2 separate regions of the Sus scrofa genome follow, and region 2 is linked to region 1. A link is a contact called in public Hi-C data. All regions are on one chromosome and are shown on one strand. Each heading gives the region's core, a stretch centred on a gene start, on an enhancer-like site or on the middle of the called end of the contact. The rest is flanking DNA. Distances are from core to core; before and after follow the strand shown.

What was found. Hi-C and Micro-C count contacts between places; a contact is called where the count stands out from the background.
Region 2: a contact with region 1 is called in a Hi-C map of skeletal muscle, with 3 times the contacts expected there. The contact joins the enhancer-like site here to the promoter of TBC1D31 in region 1. A contact is called at or near these places in 3 of 47 Hi-C or Micro-C datasets (heart right ventricle, liver and skeletal muscle) and 1 of 2 datasets of contacts at active chromatin or transcription factors (alveolar macrophages).

What each region holds. Positions count from the first base shown.
Region 1 is chr4:16,284,424-16,291,300 of Sscrofa11.1, reverse strand. It overlaps TBC1D31 (TBC1 domain family member 31), which reads left to right and starts at 3,492. Exons shown (of 20, transcript XM_021088972.1): 1 at 3,492-3,789.
Region 2 is chr4:16,328,230-16,335,106 of Sscrofa11.1, reverse strand. It overlaps DERL1 (derlin 1), which reads right to left. Exons shown (of 8, transcript NM_001244479.1): 3 at 6,084-6,148; 4 at 4,988-5,014; 5 at 4,316-4,411; 6 at 2,152-2,204. Among named protein-coding and RNA genes, the nearest start is that of DERL1, 21 kb to the right of the region's middle. Within about 2 kb of position 3,051, at least 17 of the 83 cell types and tissues checked have an H3K27ac peak or open chromatin away from gene starts, as enhancers often do. A contact at or near this core is called in alveolar macrophages and skeletal muscle, where this site is marked.

The DNA.
Region 1 (6,877 bases), core at 2,243-4,742:
CAGATTTGCACAACATAAATATGATATTCAGAACAGGTCAAGAACAGTCAAAAGTCAATAGTAAGAAAACAAACAGCCCTAGATGTGAACGGCTACATTTAGAATGGAGAAGCAGTGTGTTTCTATTGCATTGCACAGGGAACTCTATCCAATTTCTTGGGACAGATTATGATGGAAGATAACACAAGAAAGGGAATGTATATATATGTATGACAGGGTCACTTGATGTACAGCAGAAATTGGCACAACTTTGTAAATCAAATATACTTTAACAAAAAAACATTTTTATACTTTTTTTTTTTTAAGGCTGCACCTGGAGCATATGGTAGTTCCCTGGCTAGAGGTGAAATCAGAGCTGCAGCTGCCAGTCTATGCCACAGCCACAGCAACACCAGATCCAAGGCTCATCTGTGCCCTACACTGCAACTTGGGGCAACACCAGGTCCTTAACCCACTCAGTGAGGCCAAGGATCGAACCCACATCCTCGTGGATACTAGTCAGGTTCTCAACCCACCGAGGCACAATGGGAACGCCCTAAAAGCCTGGCAGGTTAAACTAGAGTAGTTAAGGAAATCATTCAGCAGATTTGTCTCTGCTGTTGATAAAAACATTGTATAGTTACCAGCGTGGAACCAAACGTGGGAAATATACTGTGTTTCGTGTTAGGTGCTCATAAGCTCGACACCCTAAGTTTTCTGAACAATAATTCAAACATTCATGTACATAGTTTAACACCCTCTCAAATCCAATAAATAAAAATAAGGAATGCAGTCATCTCCTCTGCAATGGGTTACCAAGAGTTGTCTGGTCTCTCTGGGTCACCCCTTGATGAAAGTTTAAAAATCTCCATTGCTAAATTTTTTGTGAGAGTTTTGTCTTTCAGGTAGAATTGTAGCTTTTAAAATATTTTGGCCAGGTAATTTTGTAAAAAGTCATTTTTCTGTTGTTAAAAAAAAAAAGGAACCAGTGAAATGAGAGTTTTAACTAAAGAACAACCCCCTCCCTTGGCTAAAAAGGCAGCTGCAAGCCTTTCCAGCTATGCTTGCCTCATACCACCCTTCTTATAATAATGTAGCAACTGTGTGCCCTATGTCCAAGCCAGCAGCCCTGCTAATCATGTACCCAGTATTGCTTATCAGTTCTGCTTCTGTAACCTTGCTTGCTCTGTTTCTTAGGGAGGAACACTGCTTGGGGAAGGGGGTGGGGTGGGGCCCGGGATGCTTACATGAGAAAATCAAGACCTTGTAATGTATAGAAGTTGCTGAGAATAAAGACCTGGTGCCCAGACCCTGGAGGTGACTCATCTGAGCCTGCACCGGTGCTGAATAAACCTTGCTTTTCCATATCTCCGAGTGCAGTTTGTCTCCTTCCATTGCCACGGTTTTAGCAGTTTCCACGGCACCAGGAATGAAAAGATTAAATATTTAATCCTGGCTCCTCTACGAATTCAGTTTCCTTATCTGCAAAATGAGGAGAACAGGAGTGCCTACCTGCAGTGGATTGAATGGTGGGCCCCCAAAATATATGTCCACAACCTAATCTCCAGAACCTGTGACTGCTACCTTATTTGGAACAAGGATCTTTACAGGTGTAACTAATTTACGGATTTTTTTTTTTTTTTTTTTGTGCCTTTTCTAGGGCCGCTTCCCTCGGCATATGGAGGTTCCCAGGCTAGGGGTCGAATTGGAGCTGTAGCCACCGGCCTACGCCAGAGCCACAGCAACGCGGGATCCGAGCCGCGTCTGCAACCTACACCACAGCTCATGGCAACACTGGGTCCTAAACCCACTGAGCAAGGCCAGGGATTGAACCTGCAACCTCATGGTTCCTAGTCGGATTCGTTAACCACTGCGCCACGGCGGGAACTCCTAGAGATCTTTAAATGAGGAGTTAGCCTAGATTTTCCAGGTGGGGCCAAAATCCAATGACAGGTGCTCTTTCTTTTTTTTTTCCTGGCTGGTAAGATTGTGTTTTACTTTCAAAATATTTTTTTTTATTTCTTAAGTATTCTTCAATGAAAATATATTACTTTTATCTATTTATATCTGTTTCAGATATTATATATTTTTACTATTTTTATTTTATTTATTTATCTTTGCCAAGAAGGGCCGCTCCCGGCATATGGAAGCTCCCAGGCTAGGGGTCGAATCGGAGCTGTAGCTGCTAGCCTATGCCAGAGCCACAGCAATGTGGGATCAAGCTGTGTCTGCAACCTACACCACAGCTCACGGCAACGCTGGATCCTTAACCCACTGAGCAAGGCCAGGGATCGAACCCAAAACCTCATCGTTCCTAGTCGGATTCGTTAATCACTGAGCCACGACGGGAACTCCAATATTTTAAAAAAGCATTATATATGCATTTAAAATCTCACTTTTACCCTGCAGTGACAGGTGTTCTTAGAAAAGCAGTGAGGCGTTCCCGTTGTGGCTCAGCAGTTAATGAACCTGACTAGTATCCATGAGGATGTGGGTTCGATCCTTGGCCTCTCTTAGTAGGTTAAGGATCTAGCGCTGCCATGATTGGTGGTGTAGGTCGCAGTAGTGGCTCAGATCCCAAGTTGCTGTGGCTGTGGTGTAGGCCATTGGCTACAGCTCCAATTCAATCCCTAGCCTGGGAACTTCCATATGCCAAGAGTGCGGCCCCAAAAAGACAAAAATAAACAAACAAGCAAAAACAAAGTGAGATTCAAATAGAGATTAAAGGAAAGAAAGTGATGTGAAAATGGAGGCAAAGATACTTCACCAGAGCCTCTGGAGGGCGTGGCCAACCAACACCTTGATTCAGACTCTGAGCTCCAGAACTGCAAATGAATAAATTTCTGTCGTCTTATGCACCAAGTTTGTCAGGAAGCCAATACATTACCTCATAGAGCAGTAAAAATGGCGATGGTAATGCTACTAGAGTTGTAGGTTTGCTTTGAGGATTAAATGAATTAAAATTCTAAGGAACTTAGAAGTGTGTTTGATACCTAGTAAGCACTGTTAAAGTTCTAAGTGAATTTTTTTAAAAAAAGAATTTCTCTGGCGTCAATGCAAGTTGTTGAAGACATCGCTTTACTGGTGTATAACTGGGGTATTGGACGCCATAATACAAGAATCTCTTGTTAGACTATGGAATTGAAACAACATTCACAGCAATGGTGAAAAGACCAAGGGTGGGCTCCACAAAGGTTCTTTTCGAACCCAAGTGTTCTCTAAAAGAAACCCTTCAATTCTAAATGCATTTGGATCCTGGCTTCTATTAGTTTTCTGTACAATCCCTTAATCCCTAAACACAATGTGAAACGCAATCAGAGACCACTGGGGAAAATCACTTTATCGCCTCCTTTGGGAGCCTAAAACCCTGCGAGGCCCCCAGAGAACAGAATTCCCTAGCCAGTTCCTCGCTCTCGCCTTGCACCTGCAGAAAACTACGATTCCCAGAAGGCTTTGGACCGCGAAAGGGGGCGGAATCTAAGAGAGAGTTGGTCGTTGGCCGATCCCATGGTCTAGCGCGGGAAGGGTCGCCTGGGCGGAGTTTGGGAGGAAGCCGCCTCCCGATTAGTTGTAAATGGAAAGACGGCGTCCTGCCCGTAGTTGGTACGGTCCGCGGCGGACCGGGGCGGTAGCCGCCGGCGCTCAAGTTTCCCGGGCCGGAGCGTAGGGCCTGCCGGGAAAGCGCCGGAACCGTTGTTCGCCAGGCCGGCTGCAGCAGCGCGTGGGCTGCGACATGCAGAGCACAGACCTGGGCAACAAGGAGAGCGGCAAAATATGGCACCGGAAGCCATCCCCGGCCACACGGGACGGGTAAAGGCCGCGGCAGGAGGCGCGCTATGGATGGGGATGGAGGCCGGCGACGGGCGAGTCCACGGCTTTGGAGAGGCGTTTGAGGGGCTAGTGGGAAGGGTCTCCGGACGGGGTGCGTAGGGCTAGGTGGAAATTCGGGTTCTGGCTCTGATCCTGCGCGGAATCCCCGGGGAATGCAGGTAGCCTTAGTCTTGGTTTGCTCCGACCACTTGGTCCTTAAAGACCTCCTTCCCAGTCCTAGGGGCGGGGGTCTGTTTGGGATCCGCGTGGAGTAATAGGTCCTGATTTATGTCAGGGAATTTGTGCTTCTGATGCGTGCCAGGACTGCCTGCCTTAATTATCACAGTATCCCTGTGGTATTCCTGGCACGCAGTAGATACTCAGTAAATATTTGTTAAGTATTCCAGCTGGGAAAGAACTCAGGAGGAACGGATGCGGGGAGAGGAGGAGACGAGTGCACTTCTCCCCCTTCCAAATGCCGTCTATCCATCCTCGAATCATGGTCTGTATTCAGGCGAGCATTCATTCATCGACGGCTTGATGAGGACCCACTGTGTGCCGAGCTAAGTGCTGGGGGACAGCTGGAGAGCAAAAAACTGCTGGTTCTCTTGGAGTTTACGTATTAACGTGTGTGGTGGTGATGGTGGCGGGAAGGGGGAGCAGTTGTATTTACAACGTAGGGCGACCTTCAAGTAAGACTAGCACTGCTGCTGTTCCATTTTATTTTTTTAATAGACTTTATTTCTTTAGGATAGTTTTAGGTTCACAGAAAAATTGAGAGGAAGGTATGGAGATTTCCCATGTACCCCCTTGCCCCCACACCTGCCTAGCCTCCCCATTATGGATATCCCCCACCAGACCTGCAGTTGTTGCGATTAATGAGCCTACACTGACCCATCTTTATCACCCAGAGTTCACATTTCACATTAGGATTCCCTCTAGGTATTCTACATTCTGTAGATCCGGACAGACATATAATGACATTATCCACCTTTATGATCTCATACAAAGTATTTACATTGTCCTAAAAATTGTCTGTGCTCTGCGTATTCACCCCTTCCTCCCCAGCGCTTCATTCTGTCCTGTTTGAGGCTCCTGTGTGACTTGAAGGCAGGCTTTGTCCCAAAGTGGTACCATCTTGGTTCCAGTTGTTTCACGGAGACTAACCTTCTCGCTTCGAATTCCTTAGGATTTCATGGCCCTCGCTGCATCACTTGAGTTTATGTTTCTGTGTATTTCTTGTTCTAGTAATTATTCTGTTGATCCTTTGGTTGCTTCTCAACCAATGAGTAGACTTTTGAGTGCCAACTACCCATGCCCAAAGCACTGTGCTACATGTTGTACTGTCGGCTTGTTTGGTTCCTGGTTGCTAGCAGTCCCCTAACAACGCTGCTGACGCATCACCTCCACTGTGCTGAATAAACATTTTATCTAGAATAGGGATTTTTCTTTTTCCTTTTTTTTTTTTCTTTTTTATAGCCACACCTGCGCCATATGGAAGTTCCTAGGCTAGGGGTCCAATCAGAGCTGAAGCTGTAGCCTACACCCACAGCAACGCTGGATCCGAGGTGCAGCTGCAGTTTTACACTGCAGCTTGAGACAATGCCACATCCTTAACCCACTGAGTGAGGCCAGGGATTGAACCTGAATCCTCATGGACGCTAACCCAGGTTCTTAACCCCGCTGAGCCACAACCAGAACTCCTAGAATAGGAATTTTTCAGTAGAGATTTTCATTTCCAAATTTGGAGTTTATGTAAATGCCACCCCTACTTGTGATGTTCTCTAAGTGTTATAAAAGTTATGCCAACCTACAATAATTCTTTCTTGCTGTAAAATCTAGATACAGGTGCAAGGTTCGAAACATAAAAAGAATGAGTTTGTGTGCAAATGTTTTTATTTCTTTTACTAAAACATAGCTTTCTTGGAGTTCCTGTCATGGTTCTGTTTAACGAAACTGACTAGCATCCATGAAGACACGGGTTCGATCCCTGGCCTCGTTCAGTGGGTTAAGGATCCAGTGTTGCCATGAGCTGTGGTGTAGGTTGCAGACAGGGCTCGGATCCTGCATTTCTTTGGCTGTGATGTAGGCTGGCAGCTACAGCTCTGATTCAACCCCTAGCCTGGGAACCTCCACATGCTGCAGGTTTGGCCCTCAAAAGACAAAAACAAACACATAGCTTTCTTTTTGCTCATTAAAACCCATCATTATGGTGTAGAGGGATTCCTGCTGTGGCAGAGGTGGTTAAGGATCCGGCTCTGGCTCTGCAGCAGCTGGGGTGGCTGCTGAGGCTCAGGTTTGATTCCTAGCCCTGCATAATGGATTAAGCACCTCGCTTTGCCATAGCTGCAGCTCGGATTTGATCCCTAGCCGAGGAACTTCATTTGCTGCAGGTGCCGCCCCCCCAAAAAAAAACCAAAAAAAATCCTATTATGTTGAGAAAGCAGAGAGCATTGACTGGAGTTGAAGTAAATGTCCATTAACTAGCTCTCTGACCTTGAGCAAGTTAATCTCTCAGGCTCTAAGTGAAGATAATCATACCTAATTGTCTTAGGGAATTAGTGTTTCATGCCTCTTGGTGTTCAGTGAGTATCTGATGTTTTTACAGTATTTCGGGACTGAGGGACTCTCTCAGGCGAACTGAGCATTGACAGACAGTTCTAAAAATAAATAATACGTGTGATTTCTATGAAAGATCAGAAAGACAGAATGTTGCTGTGGTGATTATACCAAGATGGTAGGGCTATAATACAATTGATTTATTTGTTAGCGTTTTTCCGTGTTTTCCATATTTGGAACAGTGAGCATGTAATACACATAGTTAAATGTTACAGAAGAAAGACTGGAGGAAACAGTTGTTTGCTTGGTTTGAGTTTAATTGCCAGGGAACATGTTGATGTTAATACCTGTCACTTCAGTACATTTATTCATCCCTCTCCCCTTCAGGGATGTCAGAGAAAAACCAGAGTTTGACAGTAGTTAAAGTGGTAAAAACAGACTGTACTCAGGACTATTGCAACAGAGGAAAAGAGAGCCTACTCTAAAACTGGGCTCAATTCTGAATACGGCCTGAGCAAGTGGGAAGTTA
Region 2 (6,877 bases), core at 1,802-4,301, 44 kb before region 1:
CTGAGTGGCGAACGCATCCTGAATGAGACGGGACGTCCATCCTGCTGGACCAGCGCGGCCTGTGCTCTTCAAGGCCAGCTGCTCCTCTGACATCTCTTTCAAGCCCCAGCCCATCCTCAAAATACGGTTTTTGCTACTTCCGGCCTCCAAGGTTGGGGGAGCTGCAAAGCAAGCTTCTGAATGCTACCAGATGTGAACACCGCATTTGCAAAATGGCAGATGTGAGGGCGGGCAAGAGAGACGCAGGGACGGAAAGGAGGGAGCGTCCATGTCCACTCCCCTCTTCCAGACACGGACCCAGGGCTCATTTGCCTTTGCCCTTGTGTCCCTGACTGTGAGACATCATAGCGATCACCTTGGAAAGCTGACCTTCACCTTGTAATCCTGGATTCACAGATCCACTCCTACATAGCCTCCCGTCTTCACCTCTAGGGGACTCCTGTTGTAGGAAATCAGTGTCTACACCTCCTCCCAGACCTGACTGCTCTTCTGGCCGCAGGGCAGTTCTACCGAGCTTGCTCTGCTCTAAACAGAGTCTGTGTACTCGACTCATTCCCTCCCTCCTATGGATGCAGTTCAAGTCAGGACCACACGGAGCAAAGACGTCAGGTGTATTAAGCACTAGTACTATCATAAAACCGAAACAGACTCACAGACACAGCAAATAAACGTATGGCTACCAAAGCGGGGGGAGATGGGAGGGAGAAGCATAAATGAGGAGTTTGGGATTAGCAGATACAAACGACTCTATAAAAAATACATCAACAAGATCCCACCGGAGAGCACAAGGGACTGTATTCAGTATCTTGTGATAAGCCATAATGGAAAAGAATACCAAAAAATGTATGTACATGTATATATATGTATGTATGCATAACTGAATCACTTTGCTGTATAACAGAAACTAACACAACACTGTCAATCAACTACACTTCAATTTTTAAACAGAATCTTAAAAGGACTAGCACTATGAAAATCTATTTTAAAAACATAAAAAAACATCGTGTAATGTCAGAAAGAGGAGTTCTTAGAATAGCTGCATCTTGAAATCCTCCTAAAATTTTGACTGGATGCATTCAAGGTTTTCTTAAGTCTCAGGTCTAATTCCAGATAAGAAATCTGACCCTGTTTCATCAAAACTTCTGTACTATCAAACCGCTGACAAAACTACTCCCCACCTGATCTGAGGAGTTTCCATAGGCATTCTGGAATATGCCTTAAGAATAAAAAAACAGGGAGTTCCCTGGTGGCCTAGCGGTTAAGGGCCCAGCTTTAACCATTTTGGCTTGAGTTCAATCCCTGGCCTGGAAATTTCCACAGGCCACGGGCGCAACAACAACAAAAAGGAATAAAAAACAGTAATTTTATGCACAAAGGGCTCAGCCTGGATAGAAATTAGGTCTCTATGTTTGCTCTATCTGGACAGTGAATCCAGAAATATTTATTCAAAAGCACATATATGGAAGCATATATACTCTAACAACAAACTAACCAAAACAAAAAAAAAAGACAGAAAAGAAAAATTCAGTGCTAGGAAGCTGCTGTGTGGCACAGACAGTAAGGATCCAGCATTGCTCCAGCTGTGGTTCAGGTCACAACTGAAATTCAGGTTCAATCTCTGGCCCAGGAACTTCCACATGCTGCAGCTGTGGCCAAAAAAGAAAAAAAAAAAAAAAAAGAAAAAAAAAAGTGTTAAATATGTTTAAAGTCCTGCAATTTTAAACAATTATATCAGAATGAAATTATCAATACGATAAGGTATCAAAGCATCAATGCTGAGATTCTTTAAAGTTCTTTTTTTTTTTTCTTTGTCTTTTGCCTTTTCTAGGGTCACTCCCACAGCATATGGAGGTTCCCAGGCTAGGGGTCGAATCAAAGCTGTAGCCGCCAGCCTACACCAGAGCCACAGCAACAGGGATCCAAGCCGCATCTGCAACCTACACCACAGCTCACGGAAACACCGGATCCTTAACCCACTGAGCAAGGCCAGGGATGGAACCTGCAACCTCATGGTTCTTAGTCGGATTCATTAACCACTGAGCCACGACAGGAACTCCTCTTTAAAGTTCTAATAAAGTTTAGAAAAAAAAAAGATAAAGAATAATGAAAGTCTTCCCAGGATCAGTTTGCAATAAATCTATTATCACTTACGAGCCTCCGATGATATAGTTGAATCCAAGGATAACCCAAGGTAAATAACAGGCCTAGGAAAGAAGATACACAAACATGAATAACTCCATACAACTGCTAAGGGGCTGCTATGGGTACGGTTATCCTAACAAGGGTGTCTATAAATCTTTTGGAAAGTCACTGCAAAAATTCCTTAGATCCATCTGGCATCATTCCTGTTGTACTTAAACATTCCCACCTAAAATTATGCTTATTTATATATTAGTAACTCAAGACAAGGTACTTTGCCCGTAGTTTTCAGATGTGATACGTACCCTGCTGAATTATAACAGCTTTAGAAAACAGACGTGTCCCCTATGGATGCTAACAGAAACATAGTCCATAAGAGAGGCACACTAAGACTCCAGCCAGCAAATTGTTACCAGTAACTTACCAAATACCCCCATCTTTTTAGGTTCTCCTTTTACGTACTTCACAAAATCATTTCGAATTTTTACCACATTATACATCTTGAACTAACACTCTCCCGTACAAGACTTCCTGTACAGCCCAGGGAACTCTACTCAATATTCTGTGATAATCTATATGGGAAAGGACTCTGAAAAAGAATGGATGTGTGTATATATATAACTGAATCACTGTCATACAGCAGAAATTATCACAACCTTGTAAATCAATTATACTTCCATAAAACTTAAAAAAAAAAAAAAACCCACTCTGCCAAATGAGAGAGCTCTCCAGACAAATTCAACATTGGAGCCCCTGTAAAAAATTAATAAACAGAAACCTCAATTAAGTACAGTTGGGAGACCAGAAGGGGGAGCTCTCGCGCCCTGTTCCAAAAGCAGAGCCCAACAGGAAGAAGACAGACTTCTTTCCTTGCAAGGACTCAGCCAATGACAAGCTCTGTTTACCACGGCCCTCCCAACTTCCTCTTCCTCTCTCTATAAAAGCTCTCTCCTTCCCTTGGTGTGCAGGGACTCACACGTGGCCAGCCATGGCTGCAGACTCCAAAATGCAATTCTCTGTCGATCCCAAGTAAACCTTCTTGCTGGAGAAATATCTGACAGCCTATTTACTTTGGGTCAACATCCCTTCCAGATTCAAGACATCAATCTAATAGCTAAGGGAGTTGCAAAAATATCACACATGTCGATAACTTGAAGGTAGAATATGGTAAGTGCTCTAAGAGGAACACAAAGTAGTGCAAGAGCCCAAAGGCAAGATGAATGCCACAGACAGATGAGGCAGGAAATACACTCAGTCCCAACTCAAATTAAAAAAAGAGTATGGTTTCGGAGTTCCCCTCATGGTGCAGTGGTTAACGAATCTGGCTAGGAACCATGAGGTTGCGGGTTCGATCCCTGGCCTTGCTCAGTGGGTTGAGGATCCGGTGTTGCCGTGAGCTGTGGTGTAGGTTGCGGACGCGGCTCGGATCCCACGTTGCTGTGGCTCTGGCGTAGGCTGGCGGCTACAGCTCCGATTGGACCCCTAGCCTGGGAACCTCCATATGCTGTGGGAGTAGCCCTAGAAAAGGGAAAAAGACAAAAAAAAAAAAGAGTACGGTTTGGAGTTCCCACTGTGGCACAACGGGATTGGCAGTGTCTCTGGCACGCAGGGACGCAGGTTTAATCCCCAGCCTGGCACAGTAGGTTAAGAATCAGGCGTTTCTGCAACTGCAGCTCGGATCTGATCCCTGGCCCAGGAACTCAATATGCCAAAGGCGGCCAAGGGGAAAAAAAAAAAGTACAGTTTTCATAAAGAAGAAAATCAAAAAGATGTTGCGGGCAGATTGTGAGCAAAGGCACAAAGGGAAGTGTTTGGGAGGCAAAAAAATAAATAAAATAAAAATCTGTTTGGCTAGAGTGTAAACCACATAACAGGGAATGATAAGAATGGATTTTCAAAGAAATAGTTCCACATGAGTATCCCTCCCTCCCTCTACCACACACATACATGAGATCACTCGGGGACACAGGCCTAAGGGGCCAAGAACTAACAGCAAAGGACTGAGGTTTGGCTAAAGAACAGCAGGGTGACTGAGGAGGGGCGAGGGGGCTTGCCTGTGGTTTGCTGCTCTGCAGTGACCTCTGCTGGTTGTGTCAGAAAGTGCATCTTTGGGCTGAAGAGCGGGATTTTTGCAAAGACTAATGAAAAGGAAAATCTGCCAGCTAGGTTATAGTACCTTAAATCTTGTTCCAAACCAAAACGATACAATCATGTCTCTGTTCAGCTGGGCCCAGACGTAAAGCACTGACATGATCAGAGGGATCATCAGCAACTGCAAGAGAAAGGAACACGTAAGGACAGGGCTCCAGCGGCACTGAGAACAAGCCAAGCGTCAAGCTACCTTTTTCTCTTTTTAACCTCTCCCCTCCAAATAAACTCACCTATGGACAGTCAAAACGCAGAAAGAAATTCAACTCATCAGAATTAAAAGTTGGCCCTTTCCCTTAATCATTCAATGCATGCTTTAAAATCTTGTAATAAAATACAACACAATTATATTATTTTGGGTAGATTTAGAAGTATCAGGGGCAAGCTTTGTTACTTGAAAAAAGTATGCAATAAAGCTTTACTTACTGTATAGTCTCAATTTTTACAAAAACTACATATCCACAGACGCTTAGAAAATACTGGATAACCATCATTCTCAACGTTCATACATAAGAAGAAAGCCAGAAATTAACAAGAAAAGTAATGCTTTAGGGACTTCACGTAAGATCTTCAACATATCATATCATTAACCATGTAGTTAATATGATTTAAACTTCTATCAAAGGCCATCTTTGGGCTGAAGAGCGGGTAAATTCGAAACACATAAAAAGGCAAACAGACAGTTTCAAGGGACACTTACCTGCATATCCATTGCTAAGCCAGTAATCTTGGTTTGTCAAGTTAAAGATCAGACAGAAACAAAGCATTCTGCACCTAGTAAAAGTTCACTGCATTCCAGTTTTCTGAAGGAAACACTCTTCTATGGTTTACGTTGCTTAAAACACCCTAGAACACAAAGATGTCTAATAATCTTCATTCTGAAGGTGCTATTCGACTACCCGATGACAAAGAAAGAATAGAAATTAACTGCTGTGGTCTATGACTCCGTCTGGTCACCTGCGTCCCCTGTGCCCTGCCACCGCATTTTAGCATCTCTCCTTCAACTAAGAGATGGAGGTGCCTGCGCCCTCTGAACCAAAGAATGCTTCGACTCACATTCGGGGCTCCAGGGCGCGGGTGAGACCCCAAAACTCTTTTCCTTCCCCTAAAGGAGGGAAAAGGGCATCCAAAGTGCCACATTTTTCTGCCTCTTGGCCAAGTTGCAATGGCAGCTGAGCCCCAGAGTGATGGTGGGCTCACCAACTCTGCACAGGACTTGAGCCACCAAACCCTTCTGCTGCTCTCACCATCTGCAGAGGTCGCAGCCAGGAGGCTGCCGACAAGTGTGGGGGATGCACCGCCAGCAGCGAGACTGCTGTGGCCTCTCCCAGGGCCGGGGACCTCCACGGGGCCTGAATGACGACTTAAGGCCCCGAGACTAAGACGGCAATCAAGTCAGAGAAGGAGGCTGGTTGTAAATTAATTTTCTGATAAGGACCACAGCTTTCAAAAGCTGTCTCATGGCACGGAATCTCTTTGTGCTGCAGTCAACAAGCTGTCACACACGAGAACACAGAGAACTGGGAACAAGGAGCAGGAACGGTAATAAAACTCAACCAAATGTGCAAAAAGCCCACAAAGGCAATGACGGGAGAATCCATCACACTAGGGTTCCATGATTTACTCCTGCTTTTGAAAAGGACTTTCATGATTCTTAATTATTAACTGCACTAAACAAAGATGCAAATATTATATGTTTAAAATGTTATATGGATTACTATCTATCTCCCCAAACCCTGGGGGGGGGGCAAAAAATCCTGGTTATTTCTGGCCCAAAATAACAGACTGAAGGATACCACAATGCAAATCCAGTTAAAGAGGAGCATGAATAAATAGTCGGCCGGCCTCCCATCGAAAGCTCCTGGAAACAAAAATAAGCCAAATGTCATGGTTCAGAATTTTAAACAATGGAATGTCAATGTTGAGAAATACTTCCAAAAATTACAGAGAAAGCAAAAAATTAGAATATTTTAAAACCACTCCTCTGAAGCAAAAGAAAATTGTTTTAATATCTAAAACCATGTGTGCAATAAAGCCCTGAACTCAAGTCACCTGGATATCAAGGCTAGGCTGTGTTCTCTCTCTCTCTCTTTTTTTTTTATGGCCGCACCTGCAGCACATGGAAGTTCCCGGGCCAGGGATCAGATCTGAGCCACAGCTGCGACCTGAGCCACTACAGTCAGGTTCTTAACCCACCGCACCCCAGCGGGAGCTCTGATCTGTGCTCTCCTAACTGAACTCCAGTCTGTAACATGTTCGACTGGCATGAGCTGAAAGAGACCCCAAGGGAGGATGGTCAGGCCCACAGCTACTGAGACCCCATCTCCTGAAGCCCCTCTCGGCCCGCGGACAGCTCTTGTCACGAGAAGAGATGGGGACACGTTTGTGATCACCTGGTTAACGCCATCTCCCTCCCCTAGACCGTGGGTCCGTCAGGCCAGGAACCGTGTCCATTTTGCCTCCCACTGTGCCTCCTCCACATGACTCTGCTCAGAGGCTGTTATTACTGAACACACACACACACACACACACACACACACACACACAATTACCACTTAGTCCAGCACAAGGCTTACTGAGAAGACTCAGT